Regions from separate parts of the Mus musculus genome. Here all the other regions are linked to region 1. A link is a contact called in public HiChIP or PLAC-seq data. All regions are on one chromosome and are shown on one strand. The core of a region is the stretch at or near the end of the contact, and the rest is flanking DNA. Distances in the headings are between cores, read along the strand shown.

Evidence for each region. HiChIP or PLAC-seq counts read pairs in DNA pulled down with a chosen protein or histone mark.
Region 2: a contact with region 1 is called in a FOXA1 HiChIP or PLAC-seq map of pancreatic cancer cells. The contact joins the promoter of Klhdc8a here to the enhancer-like site in region 1. A contact is called at or near these places in 3 of 39 promoter capture datasets (hematopoietic stem and progenitor cells and liver), 1 of 484 Hi-C or Micro-C datasets (bone marrow-derived macrophages), 2 of 115 datasets of contacts at active chromatin or transcription factors (embryonic stem cells and pancreatic cancer cells) and 1 of 9 other capture datasets (embryonic stem cells).
Region 3: a FOXA1 HiChIP or PLAC-seq map of pancreatic cancer cells shows a contact between it and region 1. The contact joins two enhancer-like sites. A contact is called at or near these places in 3 of 484 Hi-C or Micro-C datasets (nephron progenitors, pre-B cells and ventricular fibroblasts), 4 of 115 datasets of contacts at active chromatin or transcription factors (the HPC-7 cell line, bone marrow-derived dendritic cells, embryonic stem cells and 1 more) and 1 of 9 other capture datasets (embryonic stem cells).

The regions. Positions count from the first base shown.
Region 1 is chr1:132,093,149-132,097,970 of GRCm38.p6, forward strand. No RefSeq gene overlaps it. Among named protein-coding and RNA genes, the nearest start is that of Gm37120, 7.0 kb to the right of the region's middle. Within about 2 kb of position 2,608, at least 57 of the 459 cell types and tissues checked have an H3K27ac peak or open chromatin away from gene starts, as enhancers often do. A contact at or near this core is called in hematopoietic stem and progenitor cells and pancreatic cancer cells, where this site is marked.
Region 2 is chr1:132,296,266-132,301,087 of GRCm38.p6, forward strand. It overlaps Klhdc8a (kelch domain containing 8A), which reads left to right and starts at 2,361. Exons shown (of 5, transcript NM_144810.5): 1 at 2,361-3,387. The coding sequence starts at 3,012. It overlaps Gm51645 (a long non-coding RNA gene), which reads left to right. Exons shown (of 4, transcript XR_003947998.1): 4 at 555-1,116.
Region 3 is chr1:131,944,003-131,948,824 of GRCm38.p6, forward strand. No RefSeq gene overlaps it. Among named protein-coding and RNA genes, the nearest start is that of Slc45a3, 17 kb to the right of the region's middle. Within about 2 kb of position 1,854, at least 20 of the 459 cell types and tissues checked have an H3K27ac peak or open chromatin away from gene starts, as enhancers often do. A contact at or near this core is called in pancreatic cancer cells, where this site is marked.

The sequences.
Region 1 (4,822 bases), core at 1,358-3,857:
GCCAGCTCTGCTGTGCTGCCCAGGCAAGGTACAGGGCCCACTCTTCTGAGTGCTGCAGCCGGTGAGAGGTGGGGCCAGTTCTCCAGAGGACCTCAGGCAGTGTGGGATAGCACCAGTTCTGCACAGCACTTGGACAGCTATGCGGTCTCAGGCAGCTGACCAGACTAGGGGTGTCCTCATGGTCTCTAGCGATAATGTGAGCCACAGACATCAACACCAACACCTGCTGCGGCATGACCAAGGACCCAAACATGGCACTTAGTGGCAGCACCAGCTGGGATTTCACCATGGCCTCAGGTGGTGGGGCTGGCTACTCATAACTAACAGACTTGCATCTGCAGTTCCACCTCTCTTCATAGTGTTCAAACTTTCTACTTCTTTTTCTCTCCCATCTGTCCACCACATACTTGCATATTATAGTGGCTCCCACTGTGAGCCAACCACATGGCTGGAGGGCCTCTGGGTAACCTGCATTGTGTGGCTGAAAGTAGGCCTGTCTGTGTCTATGACGCATCCATATGTGGTAGCAGGTGGGCCTTACTTACTGCCTTACTTCTGTTTAATGTACACTTTACACACATTGCCTAAAGGCAGTGGTGGCTGTTGCTCTTTATCCTCCTCCTCCTATTATTATTATTGCTATTATATTTTTTCTTTTTCCGAGACAGGGTGTCTCTGTATAGCCCTGGCTGTCCTGGAACTCACTCTGTAGACCAGGCTGGCCTCGAACTCAGAAATTTGCCTGCCTCTGCCTCCCAAGTGCTGGGATTAAAGGTGTGTGCCACCACGCCCGGCATTATTGCTATTATTATCATTATTATTTATTATGAGCCCAAAGCATTGCACACAATGAGCACACATTCCACCACTGAGCTGTATTCCTAGCCTAAAGGTAATTTTGCACAACTTTTTAAAAATATTATTTATTTAATGTATATGAGTACACTGTCGCTGTCTTCAGACACACAAGAAGAGGACATCAGAGCCCATCACTGTTGATTGTGAGCCACCATGTGGTTGCTAGGAATTGAATTTAGGACCTCTGGAAGAACAGTCAGTGCTTTTTTTTTTTTTTAAAGATTTATTTATTATTAAATCTAAGTACACTGTAGCTGTCTTCAGATGCACAGAAGAGGGCGTCAGGTCTCATTACGGATGGTTGTTAGCCACCATGTGGTTGCTGGGATTTGAACTCAGGACCTTCGGAAGAGCAGTCGGTGCTCTTAACCACTGAGCCATCTCTCCAGCCCTCAGTTGGTGCTCTTAACCACAGAACCATCTCTCCAGCCCATTTTTATTGCACTTGCATTTTATCTGCAACCTGGCACGTGAGGGCAGGTGTGGATACATTTACTGAGCCATCTCTCCAGCCCTCAGTTGGTGCTCTTAACCACAGAACCATCTCTCCAGCCCATTTTTATTGCACTTGCATTTTATCTGCAACCTGGCACGTGAGGGCAGGTGTGGATACATTTGTGATGTCATATCAATGCTCCCAAAGTTCCAGACTGTTAAGTATTTTGAGGATACCAATTTAGGGATGCTCAACTGGTATAGCATACTCTTGAATATAAATAAAATATGGATTTTGTTACACTAATATGCCTATAGGATCAGGGGTTTCAGCTCAGTAATAGAACACTGGCCTCTCGTGTGGGAGGTCCTGGGTTCATCACCAGCACTGCAAAACACAACAAGTAAAAATACATACTGCCTATATAGGACATATTGTTTTGATTCCATGCATGTGTTATATATGTGTGCGTATGTGTGGTATCTGTAGAGATACATACTTGTATAATCTGTGCACAGCCCACGGTCACACTCTCATGTGATCCAGGGGTCAAACCCAGGTCTTTTTTATTTTTTAAGATTTATTTATTTTATGTATGTGAGTACACTGTAGCTGTATAGATGGTTGTGAGCCTTCATGTGGTTGTTGGGAATTGAATTTTAGGACCTCTGCTCACTCTGGTCAACACCATTCACTCTGGCCCAAAAATTTATTTATTATTATAAATAGATACACTGTAGCTATAGATAATAGATACACTGTAGCTATCTTCAGACACACACAGAAGAGGGAGTCAGATCTCATTACTGGTGGTTGTGATGTCACCATGTGGCTGCTGGGATTTGAACTTGGGCCCTTTGGAAGAGCAGCCAGTGCTCTTACCTGCTGAGCCATCTCACCAACCCCAAACCCAGGTCTTTACTCTCACTATCCAGTAACTCTACCAACTGAGCTGCAACCCAAGCTTGTGTTTTGCTCCATTTTTTAAAAAATGTACATGTATTGCTTCTAACAGTCAGGTAATGGTCACGCCCCTCAGCCTGCACTGCTACACAGGGCCTCAACCACGTGCAATAGAAACCCCTGCTTGCTTCCCAGTCCTCCCTTTTATCTCCACCAGGGAGATCTTGCGATTTCTGGGCAGAGACCTTGGTGCTTGTCCTGGTTCTGCAGAAATGCACTCAGCCCTAGGGTCCGGCTCCAATGGTACCACCGTCCAACAGAGTCAGTATCTCCTTTGTGTCAGGGTAGCCACCTGTTTCCTGCTGGCCTGGATTCCTCTGCTAGTGTGAGTCATCTGTGCAAGCCAGGCCCTGGCTCACAATGTAGATAAGCATTCCCATAGCGGGCGTGACTCCAGACCCCACTGCTGCCTCTACCTTCTGGCAGACCAGCAGACAGGCGAGTGGTGGAGCTGGCCGGAAGTCCTCACACACTTCCGTGTCTCCTTTCTGTTGGTGTCTAGGGCGCAGTCTTGGTGTTCTGCCTAATGTGGTTACAGTCTGTATTCACCAATTGCTAGGGCTCTCTACCTGGTGACATTTTCTTATTGGTGGTGGTGGTGTGAATCTAAGACCTTTTTTTGTGTTGGAAGCCATCTACCCCTGGGTTATCCCAATTCTTCCTGTAAATACTGATTTTAAAAAGACAGCCTTTTTCTCTTCCCTTCCTCTCCTCCTCCTTCTCTCCAGAGTTTCTAGTAGCCTAGGCAGGCCTTGAACTCCTGATCCTCAAGTTCCACTTCCCAAATGCTAGGATTTCAGGCACTCACTATGATGCCTTGCTGCCTGGAAGGCATCTCTCTTTTCCTTCTTCTCCCTTTCCCTCTCCTCCCTTCTCTCCTTCTTCCACCCATCCCTCCTTCCCACCCTCTTTCTTCCAGAGATGGATGTCAGATCCTTTCAGGCTCCACAGTCAATGCCGCTCTTCTTCCCATGGCCAAAGCTGAGGGGAGAGGCTCTCCAAAAATGGCAGGTCCGCTGGGGAGCAGGGGTATGTGGCCTCTTGTAGTGTTAAGTGACTAAGTCATGATGCTTGACCCAGAATCTTCTGTACCTTCCCAGGAACCTTCCCAGTCCCTGCAGAGCAGCAGGAAGGAGATCTGAGTGGAGTCCCACCCAAGCGGAGCATTTCCGTGGAGGAGGGTGACTATGACTGCCTCTTAGATTTACACAGGACAGAGCAGGCAGAGAATTCCATTTCTTCCCTAGATCCTCAGATGCAAAGATCCAGGGATCCACAATCTGCATGTCTGTCTCCTTCCCATACCCCACCACTCAGCACTGGAAGCTGAGCCTAAGGAGGCAGAGGCCTGGCTTAAGAGACACTGGTGGACATACCCTCCTATCCAGCCAGTGCTGCCTCCTCCTGGCCCGTATTCACAGAGAGGTTTAGCAAGAGGAGAAAGCCCAACCTGGGAACTCTGATCCCTGGCTTTCTTTATCACCTTCACTTGCAGCCTGGGTGGTAAGGACTAACCTTGGATGTGGCAAGGACACAAACAGAGACTCCGGACTAATTTAGATTCCCCCTACACTCAAAATCTTCCGTCAATAGGCAATCGTGACTAACATTTACTGATCCCTTAATGTGTGCCAAGCCTTTTCTGTGTTGGGAAGTGAGTACGTTTATTATATTTTGCACATAGGATACTGAGGACCAGGGTGGCTCAGTTAGCTAGTTGTCCAGTAAGGATATGAACTCTATGTCCTTAACCCATGAAGCTGTCCTGCTAGGGTTATGCTGTCTACTTCGGAGTTCTGAAAACAACCTAACATCTGACCTTGTCTCTGCTCATGTCATCCTATCTGTATCCCAGGTCGTGACTCTGAGACCTGACCACTCACGAAACACCTGGCTCTCAACTCCCCATATTGAGCCTACTGGAAGCCCTCTGGTGGTATTTCTCAAAACATGAGAAGGCTCTTCTAGTTCATTCAGAGACTACTGCCTGCCCACTTTGCAGAATTCCACAATGATGCATATGGGTGGCAAACTTATCCCATTAAAGGTGGGAAGGATTGGGGCCCAGTAAGGCTCAGTCATCCAGAATTGCCGAGTGTCCAAGCAGAACTCGGATACAGAATTCTCACGTTGGCTTTCGATAACTCTGTGGTTACAGAGTTCCCTGGGACTGTGAACGTCTGGGGTCTATGGAGATGCTTAATCCTCAACAACATCCCAAAGCTATTCCATCCCTGCTTCTTCTTCTTCTCAAGCTTCCATTTATTTTGTAATTACCAGGAGAGAAATCTTTTTTTAAAAAAAGCATTACAGACCCCCCTCCCTGTGGTTCTGTCACTGGGAGCCCAAGGTGAGACCCAGGGCTGTAAATTTGTAGCATACCCTCAGACACTGTGAGGTAGGAATGTCTTGCACACTTGGTTCTGAAGAATCTGTTCCTGGGCTTTGCAGAGGCTCTGTCCCAAGTTCTCCCTCACGGCGGAGAGCCAGTCAGCACAACAGAAGTCTCCTCATGAGTGAACACCCCTTTAGTCTTGATTTTGTTGTGCAGGCATCTCTCTTGGG
Region 2 (4,822 bases), core at 1,111-3,610, 200 kb after region 1:
TATGAGAGACTGGAGTTGCAAGGGCTGGGCTCTGGGAACTCTGCCCACCCGCTGGGAGGGGTGGGAGAAGTTACTTGCTTGGTTTTGCTGCTTCAGTGAAGGCTCCTAGCAAGTGAGGCTGAAGACAGATAGATCCCAACAAACCCATTTGAGAAGACTGTGGCTTCCATTCATCCCGCTCACCACTAGCTGGAGCTGAGAAACTGAGTCAGCCCCAGGTCAGGGTCCATCCCATATTCCTTCGGGAAAGACAGCTTCCTAAGAAGGTTGTGAGGGATCCGCCAGAGAAGGCTACTCAGACATGGCTTTGAGCTCAGAGAAAGTCTTCACTAGCCAGCGGGCAAGTCCACTTAGTGTTCAGGACCTGAGCATAGTCCTGAGCCTTTTCCAGGGTGAATTTATAAGCACAAAAAACCATATCCCGAGTTGTCGTGCCTCATATAGCAAGAGCTGGAAGCAGAAGTACAGAAGGTAAAATCCAAGGTTAGTACATTTAGGGACTTCCCCAGAACTATGGACTTTGATGGATTAGGTCTTTGTTCTTGTTTTGGCAGGGTGCTGTCTTCCTGCTGGGTTCCAAGGCCTGAATGGAACTTCTATCATGGCCTCAGTTGTGCTAAGGTCTGGGGCCTATTACAAGAACAGGAATGGTAGGTATTGTCTGTGAAACGTCATTAGTTTAGACTACACTCTTAGAATGTGTGAGTTCTTATTGAACAGGGAGAAGAGAACACAGCCTTCTGTGGTTGATCTAGGTGCTGATTTTGCAAATACAAGAATCTAAGCTTTAAAAATAAGTAGAATTGTTAGGTCAAGAGCGCAAGATATTAAGATCGGCCTGTTTTAAGTTAGGGCTGCTATTTCTCCCAGAATTCACAGTCTCAGTGTGAGTGTTGGGAAGAATGTCCCAGGCCCTGGTTCTGTGTTAGAAGGTAAGGTGATAAGCATCACACTTGATAAACAGTCCCTACATCACCTCACTCAGCCTTCACAAACCTTACAACCACGGAACATTACAAAGAAATAAAGGGGAAAAAATCTGATGAAGAGTCATACACTTTTAATCCCAGCATTTAGGAGGCAAAGGCAGGTGGATTTCTGTGAGAGACCCTTCCTCAATAAATGGGAAGCTGGGGGGTGGGGTGGGGAGGAGAATTGGAGGCTATAGCAGGGAGATTGTGAGTTCCAGGCATACTGAGGAAAACAAAGAGGGGGTGAAGGGAGGGAGAGAGAGAGAGAGAGAGAGAGAGAGAGCTATTGATTCTTTCAACAATGATACTCCAGGAGTGAGCTCCATTCCCAGCCCCTTGTACAACGTGGCTGAAATGACAAGGCTTCAGACATGGGCTGTCAGGGGCTGGGGATCATAGAGTCCTCCTACCAGATATCAAAAGGTGACGTGGGAGCCCTGTAATGAAAATATACTCTGTTTATGGCATTGTCCTATAGCTTGGTGGGATTTTAATACTGGGAAAAACCGGATAAAGAATACTCCTTTCTTACAACCACATGTGACTCTATAGTTTATCACAAATAAAAGTTTAGTGCCTAGCGTGTGCACATCTCTGAGATCCATCCCCAACAGTGAGAGGAAATGCATACCAACATATAAGCACGTGAGTATGTGTATGTGTGTGTGTGTGTGCGCGCACACACACACACACACACACACACACTCACTCACAGACTCAGAGTAGAAACTGAAGCTAAGTTTTCCAGAGCAAACATTTGAACAGCAGTCTGTCAGGTTCCCGAGCTTGAGCCTTTCTGAATGGAAGGAAGCCAGAGAGGAGGACCCCGTGGGCTTGGGGAGACACTGCTAGGTGGTCCGGTATATCATGGGTACTTGAATTACTGGGTACTACAGTTCTGAAGGGTCTGTTGCTGGGTGGTTTGAGAGACCATCCACCCAGTCCTGCAGTTGCTGCTAAGGGCCGGGATTTGTTAATCAGGTTTGCACACTACAGATGCACAAGGGTTTGGAAGGTGAGGTCCTCCCAGCTTGTCTATTGGTGTGTTCAGCTGTGGTTTCCCTGTCTGTGACTTTATTTGAGGCTTTGTGGACGTCTCCACTTAGGAGGGAAAGAAGATTCTGTGTGAATTACATGCACACGAGTGAGAATTGTTAGATCGGCAGATCCCTGCCACATCTGTGCCTCCTAACTGGCTTCTGAGGTTAGACCATGTGAGCATACCTCCCCCCAAACAAAGCCAGCCTGTCACGAACTGGGTCTGTGTACTGTAGACAAACCGGGTAATTGGCCTCTCCGCCTCCTCACCCAAAACAAACACTCGCAAACGCCCGCCCCCACGCTGGCAGGATCTGCCTGTCATCTGGGCACCCGGCTCCTGCTCCGGCTGTCTCCGACCCTGTAGACACTGCAGGCCCTGCCCTCGCTCGCCCTGGTCGCCCGGGGCTGACGCACAGGCCACAGCCTCCGCCTCGGGGCGCGTGGGCTCCTGCCCAGGTGTGGAAGCTGCGGGGAGGCGGTGCGGGGAACCCGCGTCCTCCGGCCGGAGCTCGGCTTCTGGCGACCGCTCTCCTGCGCGGGTGACGGCGGCGTGCGGGCTGGGAAGGGCAGGGAGCGCTGTCCTCCGCTCCGCGGCTGCCAGGCGGACCGTGAAAGCTTCGCGCGGCTGTAGGCGCCGCCCGGGAGCTAGTGCTGGGCGAGCGCGGCGCCCACGCGCGGTGGGGTGGGCTCCGAGCTCCGGGGGACCGGGCGGGGGCGGGGCGCATCCTGCAAAGTTGACCAAGGGTGAGCTACCGCCGGCGCCCTGCTGCCCTAGATTCGCCAGGTTCTTTCCGCGGAGCCAGGCGTGGACGTCGCTGCCCCGCTGACACCCAAGGGACCCGGAGAAGCCAGCGGGCGTCGGCAGGGAGCCCGTGCAGCGCGAGATGGAGGCTGAGAGAGGGGACGCGCCGACCGGCGCCGTGTAGCCCGCGGGCCCCGGGGCTGGACCTTGCCCGGACGCTGTGGGGGCGCTCGAGCAGGGCCCTCCCCCGGGCTGCCATGGAAGTGCCCAATGTCAAGGACTTTCAGTGGAAGCGCCTTGCTCCACTGCCTAGCCGCCGGGTCTATTGCTCACTGCTGGAGACTGGGGGGCAGGTCTATGCCATCGGGGGATGTGATGACAATGGCGTCCCTATGGACTGCTTCGAGGTCTACTCCCCCGAGGCCGACCAGTGGACCTCCCTGCCCTCCCTGCCCACAGCCCGGGCCGGGGTAGCGATCACTGCCCTAGGAAAGCGGATTATGGTGATCGGGGGTGTGGGCACCAATCAACTGCCTGTGAAGGTCGTGGAAATGTACAACATCGATGAGGGCAAGTGGAAGAAGAGAAGCGTCTTGCGCGAGGCTGCCATGGGCATTTCTGTCACAGCCAAAGGCAAGTGGGGCCAGGGTTGAGGGTGGGCATTAGGGAAGAAAGTAAAGGGTCACGGGGGACACGGGTGTAAGGCAACATGATTTGGGTGGCCAATACACATTCCCTATAACATTCGAGCCTTACATTAAGCACTAAAACTAGAGACCCACTGCCCTTACTTTACAGATTGGAAAGGGACACTGAGCAGGTGAAATGTCTAGGAATTCCATCTGATGCCAGGAGTCAGCTCCAGCAAGCTGGGCAGGCCACTGCAGAGGGAGAGCCAAGGTGTGAGCCACGGGGTTATCTGCAATGACTCTGCAGACCCTGGCATTCAGCCGAATGACCACATTTGCCCTTGGCCGCCTGTCCCCTCCCCCAAACCTACCTGTGTAGGTCCCTGAGGATGCTCACCCCATCCTTCTACCATTACCAGGCCCCCAAGGAGGCTTTGAGACCTGATCCCAGGATCTTCGTTTACTTCTGACTGCAGTTTCAGACTTACTGAGTGGGGGTCAGAATGTCCCAAAAGCTTGTTTCATGTTGCATTATTATCCAGGTTCTCTTGCTTGCATGTGGTTTTAAAATTCTCACTTTCTCAAAGCCTTCATTTCACTCTTCTTGGGCCTAATACAGTCTGTGATGTCGAGGGGATCCAACTGCAGTTTTGCTAAACACACAAAGTTTTGTGAGAATGGGAGTTAAGAGACCCCAAGTTCATATACAGTTGCCTCCACACCGTAGGCTCGGTGGGGTGACCTTTCGCTTTCCCATCCGTCCCTGTCTCTTTTACTATTATACCCCAGCTGACTGGCTAACACACGGCCAGATCAGAAAACAGCTTTTCTTAAGCATCTGGTTTGCCCCTGGAACAGTCTTAGACCCTGGGAAGGAAGGAAAAGGGTAGAAAATTTGGGCTCTGAGCATGATTGTGGAGAAGCTGGGGCCCAGAACCCCCTCAAGCAGGGTAGACAATAGGGTTTCTGTGACCTGCCTGTCAAGAGGGTGAAAAGCCAGGCCTGGTGCTGAAGGCTTGTAATCCTAGCTACTCTGGAGGCTGAGGCAGAGAGTGGCAAATTCAAGACTTCCCTGGCAGTAGAGTTTAGTGGTGCATACCTTTCATTCCAGTACTTGGGAGGCAGAAGCAGGCGAATCTCAGAGGCTAGCCTGGACTACAAAGTTCTAGGATAGCCAAGACTACACAGAGAAACTCTGCCTTGAAAAAACAAAGCAAAGCAAAACAAAACCAAAAACTTGCCTCTGCTAGAGCAGAAGGCTTATGAGATCAAGCTACATAGTAAGACCCGACATAGTGAGACCTTATTTTTTTTTTTTTTTAAGAAAAAATTAAGGCCTAGACACCCCTGGGCACACTGAGAATAATGAGTATAGACCACACCCCATCTCTAGCTTCAATAAATTATGCTGTAAGTTAAGAATTAAGGCTTCCCATTTG
Region 3 (4,822 bases), core at 604-3,103, 150 kb before region 1:
CCATGAGTTCTAAGGATTGACTTCAGGTCTTCAGGCTCACACATCAAGTGCCTTTACCCACGGAGACATCTCTCTGGCCTGGAAGTAAATCAGTTTCTTTCCTGGATATTTCATTCGCCTGTTGGAGTCACCAGGGATAGAGGTGACCTATTTTTCATCTGTCCCTCTGTTACACACCTCTTCTGACTCCTCTGCCTTTTATCCTGTGACTCCAAAATCTTGTCTGCTAAGTGGGCATGGTGGCTGGCTTGTAATTGGAACCCCACCACACCAGAGGCTGAGGCAGAAGCTGCAGGTTTGAGGGCAGTGTGTGTTGCATAGTGATTTCTAGGTTAGCCTGGGCTACAGAATGAGACTTTAAGGACAGCCATGTTACGTTGTTCCATGAAGCAGTATGTATGGTGTGAGCCACTCCTGGTTATGATCACCTGAAGGTGTTTGTCTAATAGTAGGTAGAATTCTTGGTGAGTTTGTCCTTAGCAAGGAAAAAACAAAAAACAAGAAAAAAACCAAAACACCAATACAGTGCTGGCAAGATATCTCAGTGGATAAAGCTGCTTGCTGTTGAGACTGACCACCTAGCTAAATTCCACTTGAAATTCATATGGTAAGAGGAGAGAACTGACTCCAGAAAGCTGGGCCCTCCATGTGGACCAGTCTGTGTGCACATGCACACAAATAAATAAATCTTAAAAGAGGGGGCTGAGAAGATTGTTACATAGGTATGAACTTTTGCTCTGCAAACACAAGGACCTAAGTTCGAGTGCCTAGCCCCTACATAACAAACAACCCCAGCATTGGTTCTCAGAGACAGATGAATCCAGCAAGCTTGATTGCTGATGGCCATCCTCATCACAAGAGTGAACTCCTGGTTCACTGCCACCCCATCTCAATGGAAGTAAAGCTGAGAGCAATAGAAAAGACCTGATGCCACCTGGTGCACTGCCTTTAATTATTCCAGTCCTCAGGAGGCAGAGGCAGGCAGATCTCTGAGTTCAAGGCCAGCCTGGTCTACAGAGCAAGTTCTAAGACAGCCAGGGCTACACAGCACACAGCTTGTTTTTACAAAAAAAAAAAAAAAAAAAAAAATCCACCCTATATCTTACTCTGGGTTCCATATGTGTGTGCATAGGCATACCCACCTGTACATCTGTGTGCAGGCACCACATACCCACTAACTCACCAAGAATCCCATCTACTATTAGGTTCCCTACAGAGTCAGGCCTTATTTGAATTATTTTTCCCACTCTAGAAAGACAACTGGACAAATACCTTCAGGTGATCATATTCAAGAGCGGTGTATAGCACACATACAGTTTCATCTAACAAGGTAACATGACCGTCCTTAGGAAGAAACTGAAATCTAGAAATGGTTAAACAGTGTGCTCCCCACCTACATCACGGATAGCCTGATACCCCAACACTGGGCAAATATTGATTGACTAAAGTCAATTGGGATCGATTGCAATTTGGTTCCCATCACATGTGTCCCAGAACAGCTTCTGGCAGAAGCACCAGGCAGCCAGAAGCTAAATGAAAGGAACATGGCCGTAGTAGCATCTAGAGAAAAGCTCAAGGGCCTGGGTTTGTTTCTCCACTAACCAGCCAGGGCCTCAGTAAGATCCTTAGTCTTCCTGAGTTCCAGGGTTTTTTACTGCAGTGAGCTGGCTGCTTCTCATCAGTGCTGTGATGAGACCTTGTGAACGTTTGCAGAAGGGTTTCCCCTGGAGCCTGAGAGGGTAATAACATGGAGCAGAAGCAAGGCACAGGAGCCGAGCCACAGTGCCACAGGAGCCGAGCCACAGTGCCGTCTGCTCTTGTTGCACAGGGAAGTTATCTTTCTGACTGTTTTCTCTAAGGGTGGAAGGATGGCGTCATTAGGTGAATAAGCAAAAGGGAGTGCCAGCTGGGACTCACACAGCCTTCCGCTCAGTGTTCCCTCCCCCACTACCTACACACACCCACCCACCCCCACCCCCACCCCCATGGGCCCCTGCATGCCTTGCCTTAGGTACTGTCTGTCTGTTTGTTCTGATCCTGAGAACCACCTGGTAAACACGGTGCTTCTGTATGTCTTTATGCATGTGGAGTGATCCAGAGAAGGGCTTTGGTTGGAATGTCCTAGAATCTAGTAAGGGTACAAGCCAGGCCTACTTCCCAGGATCCTCTTGACTGGTCAGATCTTCCGGTTTAGGGACCATGAGTGGTAAGCAGGTGGGAGTGGCAGAAAACTAGTATCCCCTAGTCTGATAAGGAACACATTGTCATGAGCTCCTACCTGGTCCTCACTCTCTGATGCTGAAGTGGAGGGGGAAGGGTGAGCAGATGCCTCCGGTGAGAAGCCTCTCTCTTCCTTCTCTTTTGCTGGATCCTGGCTGAGTCTGCCTGAGTCTCGTGGAGTGGGCTACACTTGAGATATCCCTCCAGTACAATTTTAGGTACCTCTGGCTCCCTGTAGAGTTTGCAGAATACCAAACTCTTAATCCTCCTGCCTCAGCCTCCCAAATGCTAGAAATCTAGCTTGCCTCATTCCTCCTTTTGGAATAGAAGAGGAAAGAGGAATTCAGAACTGAAACCTCAGAGGAACTGGTTTATCTAGATCAGGGCCTCCCAACCTTGACTCTGCCGGAGGCCAATTCTTTGTGCTGAAGGATGTTTTAGCAGCACATGTGACCTTCACTCAGTAGGTGCTAACAACACCCTCCCTCATGGTATAATCAAAAACTGTCTCCAGATGCACAAACAGACAAAACTGCCTTGAGTTGAGAACTATCAACCTAACTGGTTCCTGATTGGATGCTTTTGTCCCAGAGGCCCCTTCTGAGGGTCAAGAGTAGAGCAGGCTGATGTGAAGAATCTCAGCGTTTGACCTCCACGTTCCAAACACAACTCAGAGGAGCCCAAAGGAAGCCCTTTGCTTTCCGTATTGACCATTGCAGCTCACCCAGCTCACCAGGCCATTCATCTACTAAGACTGGCCCATATTTGCATCCAGACAACTCTCAGTTCCCTGTCCTCGCCCTTTGTTAAAACAAAAGGCATGTCAATGAAACAAAACAGATTTATGTCATCAACGTGGTTTTTTTTTTTTTTTTTGGGGGGGGGGGGTGGCGAGACAGGGTTTCTCTGTATAGCCCTGGCTATCCCGGAACTCACTTTGTAGACGAGGCTGGCCTCGAACTCAGAAATCTGCCTGCCTCTGCCTCCCGAGTGCTGGGATTAAAGGCATGTGCCACCACGCCTGGCCTCATCAAAGTTTTATGTGATGTGCGAACCTTCAGATGGAAGACCCAAAGACCCAGGAGAAACTCTCCACCTTTATGTGGGGTTGATGAAGAAGGAACAGGCATACGGAAAAATGGCCTGACAGAATGATGACCGAGGAGGACCTGGCACGGCTGTTTGGGTTCTCATTGGCCTCTCTGTGACGTGTGGGGTGGGACTCTGCTGGAGTGTGTGTGTTAGGGGAGGCGGGTGTCTTTGACCTTGATAAAAATTCCTTTATGACTAACCCTTATACAGAAAGAGGGACTTAGAGTTCAGAGGGCTAGCTTCTCGGGGAAAGGACCTCAGCATCTGTAACCCACCTTGAGGGAGGGTAGAGAATCTGGTGTGTGAAGCTTGTCTCAGCAGAAAGGATATGAGACAGAAGACCAGAGAATCCCCCAAATGAGGCCTCAGGGGCCTTCCTCTTGAGACACTGTTTTCTGAACCCTAAAAAGAGGCAAACTCTGGGACGCTGGATCCTTTCCGCCTCAGACTTCTCCTAGTTCCCAGGGCAAATTACACGCTTCTGTAATGAAAGGAAATAGTTCCAGGGCTGAGCTGGGGAACCCAAGTCCCTGATGCCCCCTCCTCAGGAGTATGCTGGGAAGGGAAAGAAGAGAAGCTGTTTCTCTTGCCTGTACTTTTCTCTATCCTTGCTAGGGAGCCCAGTCCAGCCTGGGACAGGGACTGCTTCCTTCAGCCAGCAGAAGCTTCCAAACCTGCCCCAGGGCAGAGCTAGACATGGCAATTCCAGAGAAGCTGAATAGAGGGTGAGATTGCATGGGAGGAGAGGACCCTGATAGATTTTACTCTCAATCCTTTAGCTGCTGCCTGGGAGTGTGGTTGTCCCCTGCCACTGCTGTGGACAGCCCCTGGCACAGAGCTGACCAGCACAGACACAGTGGGGAGCAGGTGACACTGGCTGCCTTCTCAGGATAGGCCTGCAGGATTATCCTCTGCCACTAGGCTTTCCTGGGTCAGTGCCTTCCCTGGCAGGTGGTTTTAGAAAAACAGTCTCTGTGGGGCCATAGGCGAGGAGACAGAGGGGACAGCTGTGGGGACAGGAAACATCTGGGCTGCTGCTTTGCTAGAGTGGTCACTCCTATAGCACAGTGCAGGATGTGATCCTTGGGGACCACTGTAGAGAGGGAGGAGGAGAGGGATGAGCTGGGAGGTAGGGGTGCAGAGCCAGGATGCTCTTCCCTCTCTCAGTCACCCCTTCCAGCTCTCCAGAAAAATAAAATACCAACCTTTGGGGTGACAGGGATGGGGAAATGAGGAAATGAAGTCATGGCGTGGCCCTTTGCTGACTAGTCAGCAGTTTCTTCCCTGAGGAAAATCAGGACAAAGAACCAGGAAGATGATGCCAGGATACATTAGAGACTATAAACTCATAAGGACAGGTCTCTCCATCTTGAAAAGCAAAAACATTTATTTATTTATTTATTTATTTATTTATTTATTTATTTATTTATTTTAAAACATCATTAGGGACAGAACTTAGGGCTTGCCACAAACCACTGAACCAAACCCTAGACAAGCTTCCTTCCCCCCC